Linked DNA regions of Mus musculus: region 2 is linked to region 1. The links are chromatin contacts, called in public HiChIP or PLAC-seq maps. All regions are on one chromosome and are shown on one strand. The core of a region is the stretch at or near the end of the contact, and the rest is flanking DNA. Distances in the headings are between cores, read along the strand shown.

Region 1 (3,769 bases), core at 857-3,356:
TGTGAAGCAAAGCCCTCTTCAATCATCAGCCCCGCCCATGACTTCTGCTTACTGTAAAGTCAAGCCAGTATAGAGCCGAAAGGCTGTACATGGGGTCAATTCTCCTTTCTGCCAGAGAATAAAGTGAAGAAAAAGCTTTCGGGGGAACAACATATAGCCATGCACTCTGCCCAGGAGTGGTACAAAAATAAATGATGGCGAAGAAGTTCTCTAGGACCCTAAGATGCAAAGCCTATGTAAACACTAATATTACATACACTTAAAAGTTGATCAGAAGTCTCTTTATGCAGCTTCCCTGTCTTTAAAAAGCAGTAAGTGCTTCATTTAATCTTTTGTGATAGATTCCAGTTTAAGAATCTACGTCTCTGGCTCTTATTTCAGAACAACATTTAAAAAAAAAAAAAGCTTCTTAATTCACCTTAACAGAAAATATAACCCCTTTAGGGGGGAGTCATTACAATGCCAAAGGACAGACACAGAAATCAACTTCCTTTCAGCATACTGGCCCTGATGCTGGGTGACACACCCCACTCACTGTAGGGTTCGTCTGTGACAACCAGAGTCACGAGTCAAATGAGATGAAACTAAACTTCTGAAGCCTGACCATTTCCTTCACAGCTTTTTCAAAGGCCAGGGTTTTTCTTTCTTTCTTTCCAGGGCCCCCAACAGGGTAATAGTGAGGCCCCACTGATTTAGCTGAAGGTAGTAGCTTACCTTCTGGAGACCAACATTCGCCTGCAGCAGGCTGTCCACAGTAGATCTTGGAAGGGACAAATTGTGCTGCAGGAATCCAGAGAATGTTTCATTGTCCACCAGAAAATCCTGGAGCTTCAAATCTATTGGAAAATTGTGTTTGTTTACAGTTAATAACTCAAAAAAAAAAAAAAAGACTCAACCGCTATGGGGAAGGTGGAGAATAGAATATTGATTGCTTCATTTTAAACGGATGGGTGACCACAGGCTTCTGGCTTACATACACCGAGAAGTGAGTTTCAGGAGCTCCGTCTCGCTGGCAGAGACATGAAAAGATTGCTTTCTGATGACATGTTGAGCCACACTCAGTGTGGGCTCCCACAGTCCAACAGCACAGTGGTGTTGTTACACACATGGTCTTTCCTTGTTGCCAATTGAAAAACCAACCCTTTTAAATGATCTCATCCATCCTACCTGAGGTTTGTGACATGAGCCCTGCTGCTCCTGACTCCTCAGTGCCGCCTCACGTAGCTAGCACTGAAAATACTGAGTGCCTTATTTCCACAAGCCACAGGGGCTAATCTCCCAGATCAGCAGGCAATGGCTCGCTAACATTTCTGTGAACCAGAATCGCTTGATGGGTTGCCTCAGCTAGCCGGCTGGACAGCAGTCTCAGAGCATCTGCTTCTGCCAGCTCTGGCTGCAGCAGCTGCATGTCTAACAAGCTCCCAGGTGGTGCTGATGTTGCCTGCCTGGGACCACACTTCCAAGAATCACAGGGGAGTCCTGTGAGCATATCGAGGTGTTTAAATAGACATGGTCTCTTCTTGGTTTCAGAACAAAACCTGGGATTTCAGAACTATAAAGTCCAGTTCCTCCAAACACTGAGAAAAATATGTAAACGTATGTTTGAAATCCCACCCTTTGCTTTACTAAATGCAGTGACTGCTAAAGGCTTTCATTCCGACTCCCATTAAACAATAAGCTCTCCAAGTACCAACTCCCATTAAACAATAAGCTCTCCGAGTACATCGAAAAAAGGCTTCACTCCAGTGGCATGAAATAGAAAAGAGCACTGGCCAAGAATTCAGAACGTCAGTCTCTGGCTGGAGGCTAGGTATGATAGTACCACTTGAATTTCATTTCTTTAGCACCTTTCTGAGCCTTGGGCCCCATCATCTGTAAAGCAAGAGGATTCTGAGCAGATGCTGAGTGGTGCCTGCCTGAAACACCAACCATTTTCCTGCCTTATTTTATTGACTATTTCATCTTTCTTCTTCCTTACCCCTTTAAACTTCTAATAACCCGAATTCTTTTTTGAAATTAAAACAAACCAACACCACCACCCCCCCAAAACAAAAACAAAACCAAGCTCATCTGGGACCAAGTGGCTGACCACTAGAGGGCAAACTTTACAAACTCAAATCAATTACCCGAAGAGGGGTTCCATCTGAAAACAAGACTGCAGTGTGCACTGATGAAACCGTTTCTCTTGGGATCTAAAAGGGTCTCCCTTCGTAGAGACAAACAGTCCAAGCAGATTCTTAATAGATACAAATGACCCAGGCATCTTCAGCATGGAGCAAACTTCAGTAATTTTGAACGGAGCTGATAAAACAGTGATTCTCCTCAACTCATCTATAGTTTTATCCTAGGGTTCCTCATACTATGCCACAGCTGATCTGAGGCCTGTCAATGTCCCTCCTTGAAATCAGCACTCAGCCATCTGTCATCTGCCTGGTGTTTCCATCGTACAAGACCCCACACTGCTACCACTGAACTCAATTCTTTGAGTTGCCATACCCACAGAACACCTAAGATTCACTTAAGAGGCACACAAAAACTAGTTTCTGGGTGTCTATTCCTTCAGATTACAACCAGGGGTTCTAAGGTAGACCACCCACAAATCTCCATTTTAATAAGCAGCCTCCACATTTCCAATACAGCGGGTCTGGAAGCCATATATTATGAAATGTTATTTTACTTAAGTATAGCCTGCATTCAACTCTAACTTATAAAAATGCAGAATAGGTCTTTTATCTTAGTGTTCCAAATACCTGGAACAAAGCCTGGTACAAAATTACTGCTCCAGCAATGACACCTGACTGAATGCTAGATGAGGTGACCAGAAAGACTTCAGAAGGATCTTTGAGATTAGTGGGTCCAGGAAGAGACCAAGGAGGGCAAGAGCATCAAATCTCTAGGCTATAGCCCAGGAGGAAATAAGAACCCTGACCACAAGTGTCTTTTCAAAGACAACAACATCTAGAACATCCCAGCATCCCCATGGTGGGGGGTAAGGAGAAGGAAGGAAGACAGGCAGAGAGGCTTCAGCCAAAGCTTGAGGTGAAAAGGCAGGCATGCTTATAAATTAGTTATGTATGTGTGTATGTATACACACACACACAAACACACAATACTTAAGTTTGTGTATGTACATAAATCTCAAAAGAAGAGGTGGAGAATAGATCATTCAATAGAGCACTTTTTTCAATATGAGCAATGCTCTACACACACACACACACACACACACACACACCTCATACTGGGAAACCAAATTCTGGGCTCTGTATCCATGTATTTCTAAGTTTATTTGACCTACTTAAACTTCCATGGCCTTACCTATAAAAATGAGGATCAAAAGAGAGCTCTGTGAACCTTGATAGAACAGAATAAATCTATGACCTAACACTCAGATCAGCCAGTTGAACACAAATTCCTCCTGAGCAAAGCCACAGCAGTACACAGCATCCTACGTAGGAACTTCAGAACAGCTCCTTCCTTCAGGGCAGCAGAAGTGTGGGAGGTTTGACCCAGACTGCACTCTGAAAGGACCTAGGTCACCCAGCAACACTCTGGAGACCAGCAAATGTACTTAGCATGTTTATATGATGCTTCCGTTATGTCAACAGACGCTGCAGATAAACAGCTGGATGTGATCAAACACCAACTGCCTATCCTCTGGATGAGACACAGAAACCAAAGAAGCTGGTTAAACAGCCAACAGCCCTTGGCAGTGCATGAACATAATGTGGCAGATGCTGGGTGGGGATGATGCAGGAAGGCCATAGAGCCT
Region 2 (3,769 bases), core at 430-2,929, 380 kb after region 1:
GGTCAGTGCGGGCAACTCAGCTGATGCTTTGAGGGGTGAGGCACTAGCACTGACCGAGGCATGCACCTCCCATTGTTGTCTCCAGTGTGTCCTACAACAGCCTTTGTGTTAAGGGATTGTAATCTCAGTTAGTAGAAGGGGAAACTTAGGTTTGAGCAAGTTTGACCAAAGTTGTACTCGTAGAAAATGGAGTCATCCGTGTCCCATTGACAACACAAGAGTGTATAACTCCAAAGGCCAGAGTCTCTCCTGTACATGCTCTGGTTTCTAATGACAGTCTATGAGCTGTGACTAAGCTCTTACTATAGTGCCGTTCAAGCCTTACCCCAGCTCGAGGAGCTCTGTATGCTTCATGCCCTCTCGTCAGGTGAGTCAGTTGAGGTAGGGAGTCGTTCAGAGACTAGGAAATTGGGCATGGGTTCCGTTCTGGGTCCACTTTCTCACTGAGGGCTTTTAGAAGTTTCTATGGAACAGATCTGTGCTATCATCTCTCATTACCTGCACAATGAAAGTCAGAAGAGCTCTCAAGAAATAAAAGAGTTGTTAGAAGTTTTTAGACTTTTTAGGTAAGGATGTGCAAAGGGAAAAATACTTTCCTCTGAGGAATAGCATGAGACTGAGGCATGCGCTTCTGCAGCCTGAGATCCTGCAGCATCATTTAGATAAGAATCGCTGCTGACCGTCTCTGCCTGTTTAACCTGACTAAAGAGAGTAGAACTTGTCCTCTCTCTGACTAGGTCCCATTACGCCCCGTCTCTAGTAGAGCCATTATCAGCCATCACTGGTCTTGCTCTTCTTATTCCCAGCGGGCTGTGGTGGATTGCTGGCTTCTCTTGCTTTACTGTGACCAGCCCCTGTCTGAGTTAGCCAGCACAGTGTAGTCCCCAGTGTCTGGGGACTTGCCTTTGGGACCTGGGCGAATTCCCATGAAATATGTGACCTTTACAGCCAGTGCCTCCTTACTTACCTCCCTCCACTCTCCAGTATTAAGAGTGAGCTTCATGATGTAAGTCTTGGGTCTTTTTTTGCAGGAAGGACAAAGTGTTGTGCTCACAGAGGTGATAATGAGTCAGACCTCACATGCTGTTGTTCTCGGGTTGTAACCCCCATTTATCCTTTGCTGTTCACTTACTGGATCCCCTTTCTGACCAAGTCACCTGCAGAATGACCACAGCTGGCTGTGATGCTCCACAGTGCTCTTGACTAGCTTCTGTGGCTCTGCTTAACTTACTCAGACCTCTGCAGGAGACGTAGAGAATGTATGATAAACTCCCTGCATGCAGCTTAGCTCAGAGCAGGTGTTCAAAATGGAGGCACTTCCATGAATGTCACAAAATGCAAAGGCGATCCCAAGGTGTGGAAGATTGGGATTTATTTTCTTCCAGTAGCAAACGGTATTCCCCTGTGGACTTCATGATGTTCCTATGCAGACCAGGGAAAAGAGTGTAATAGTGTTTGCTAAAAGGGAATATAGCTCTTTGTTCCCTTCAGCAGACAAAAGAAACTCATTATCATATCAAGTGGTGACTGCTGCTGTTGAAATGGTTTATTTGTGTGTGTTTTTTTCTGTTTCTTTTCTAGGGATTTATTTGTGGCTTTTCAGTAGCAACAGGTGCAGCAGCAAGACTAGTGTCAGGATACGACAGCTATGGAAATATCTGTGGGCAGAGAAATGCAAAACTGGAAGCAATACCGAACAGTGGTCTGGACCACACCCACCGGAAGTGAGTAGACTCTTGTATGGTGAACTGTCTGGAAGCTTGGGGGAAGCCTGGGAGGGTGTGATTCTCTTTGTACCTTACAGTTAGTGTCTGTGGGATATTTACATATACTTCTATACAGCGATTTTTTGTTTGTTTGTTTTTTGTTTTTTAAACCACTGCTGCTTTCATTTAACAAATACACTCTCCAGGAAACATATTTAATTGCCTGGTTAAATAGTGGATTAAAAAAAGCCTTGACTTGAAAGAGGCACTTTTGTGCTCTGTCTTTCCATTAGCCCTTAGGTTATGTTCTCCTTCTTAAGAAAATAAAGTAATATTCTTTGTATTAGGTTTATATTTAATGCAAGACTGAAGGATGATAATGGATATCAAAGCCTTAAAGTTATAAAGAAATATCTTGTGATGCAAGTATTGAAGTCTTTCCAGTTCTATAAAAGCTACAGACTGAGATAATTATTTTGGGCTCTCAGTATTCATCTTTAGGATGTCATGAAACTCCTGACCTTAATTGTCCTTACTCTTCAGGAGTTACTATTTTATTTCTAATATCAACAGGAAGATGCATTTCCTCCAGTAAACACATCATATGTATGATTGCTGAATGACATTTCAGGCCATGAGTGTGTATACCATCAAATTTCATTATCTTATATCAAGGCAAACCAGGTCTTCAGAATTAATAAAACTAATTGTACAATAACAAGGTTAATTAGTCTAGTATACTTTCTCGGGAGTGTCAGAGTAGATCGTAACAGCTTGTGATTTTGTGATTCTCTTGGTTAAATCTTGGGGCCCTTCTGTATAAGATGAGTTTGATGAGTTTATGAACTTGAAGAACTGTGATTAGTTGTTATCTTCTTAGAGACAGTCCTCCCTCTAATGAAGAAGAGATGGTGGAGGTCAAACTAACAAAGTTCTGAGTAACAGCAAGGAGTATGTACATAGCTTCCCACAGTTGACAAGCAAGGCAGGAGTAACAGAGGCTGAGCTACTTTGTTACTCTGAGGTGACCACCAAGGCCGAGTGGGTGGTTGGTGGGTGGTTGGTGGGCGGTGGAGGGTCCAGCACAGCCTGTGAGCATCTTGTTGCTGATGGCTTTTGCTACCCTGCCTAAGCTCCAGGAATGGACTGTGATGCCGGCCCCCACCCAGCTTCCCTTGAATCCATGGATTAAAAAAAAAAACACACAGACACACATTGCTCCATTTCAACTTGCCTTATTGGCTCAATTGCTGGACATTATTAAACTCCCGTGGCTAGCATGCCCTCCTGATACTCTTAACTCAGCACCCTTAATCTGTCTTCGGCTTTAGTTGCTCAGTTACCTTTAGTTCCAGCTCAGCATCCCCAACTTCTTACCTGTAAAAAGCGACCAGTGGGCGCTCTGCCCAAGATCACGGCTTCTGGCGAACTCTCCCTTCCTCTTATCTCCTGTGTCTGTCTCTTGCTTGTGGGGACCCGGAAGTCCTGCCTAATTCCTTCCTCTCAGAAGTTGTCCCATGGCTTCTTTACTAATAGATCAAGAACCAATTGGGGAATAGGACCTTAGCATAAGAATCAACCCCTACACCTCACCTTTTCTGTCCAATAATCCAATAAAACAAAAGAAAACAAAACACTCTTCTCCCAGACATAAATTGAACAAAACCATAACAATCATGTAAATTACAAAGTATGATATGCAATTAACATCCTGCTCTTCATATTTGTCAATTAGATACAGTACTCTACCATCATTTCTAACTTAACAAATGGTGATTCTATCCCTGGATTAATGCCATCTGAAAGCCATGTCTTCTGCTCTATAGTCTTTTTCTCAATGTTAACTTGAGTTTGATTATGAGGCTATAACTGGTTTTCAACCCTGTCATTTTCTGAAGTGCACCTATATCCTGCATCCTTTGAGAGAAGTGGACAATGGGTCTCAGCAGTTTAGAAAATTATTTCATGTATGTTTCTTTTTTTTGGTTTGTTTGTTTTTGTTTTTGTTTTTTTCGAGACAGGGTTTCTCTGTGTAGCCCTGGCTGTCCTGGAACTCACTTTGT

What was found. HiChIP or PLAC-seq counts read pairs in DNA pulled down with a chosen protein or histone mark.
Region 2: a contact with region 1 is called in an H3K4me3 HiChIP or PLAC-seq map of bone marrow-derived macrophages, with 6 times the contacts expected there. The contact joins two enhancer-like sites. A contact is called at or near these places in 1 of 15 datasets of contacts at CTCF or cohesin (pro-B cells), 2 of 484 Hi-C or Micro-C datasets (bone marrow-derived macrophages and nephron progenitors), 2 of 115 datasets of contacts at active chromatin or transcription factors (bone marrow-derived macrophages and embryonic stem cells) and 1 of 9 other capture datasets (embryonic stem cells).

Annotation. Positions count from the first base shown.
Region 1 is chr4:53,108,450-53,112,218 of GRCm38.p6, forward strand. Abca1 (ATP-binding cassette, sub-family A (ABC1), member 1) reads right to left here. Exons shown (of 50, transcript NM_013454.3): 6 at 715-836. Among named protein-coding and RNA genes, the nearest start is that of Abca1, 50 kb to the right of the region's middle. Within about 2 kb of position 2,107, at least 22 of the 459 cell types and tissues checked have an H3K27ac peak or open chromatin away from gene starts, as enhancers often do. A contact at or near this core is called in bone marrow-derived macrophages, where this site is marked.
Region 2 is chr4:53,489,807-53,493,575 of GRCm38.p6, forward strand. It overlaps Slc44a1 (solute carrier family 44, member 1), which reads left to right. Exons shown (of 16, transcript NM_001374697.1): 3 at 1,582-1,724. Among named protein-coding and RNA genes, the nearest start is that of Slc44a1, 51 kb to the left of the region's middle. Within about 2 kb of position 1,680, at least 75 of the 459 cell types and tissues checked have an H3K27ac peak or open chromatin away from gene starts, as enhancers often do. A contact at or near this core is called in bone marrow-derived macrophages, where this site is marked.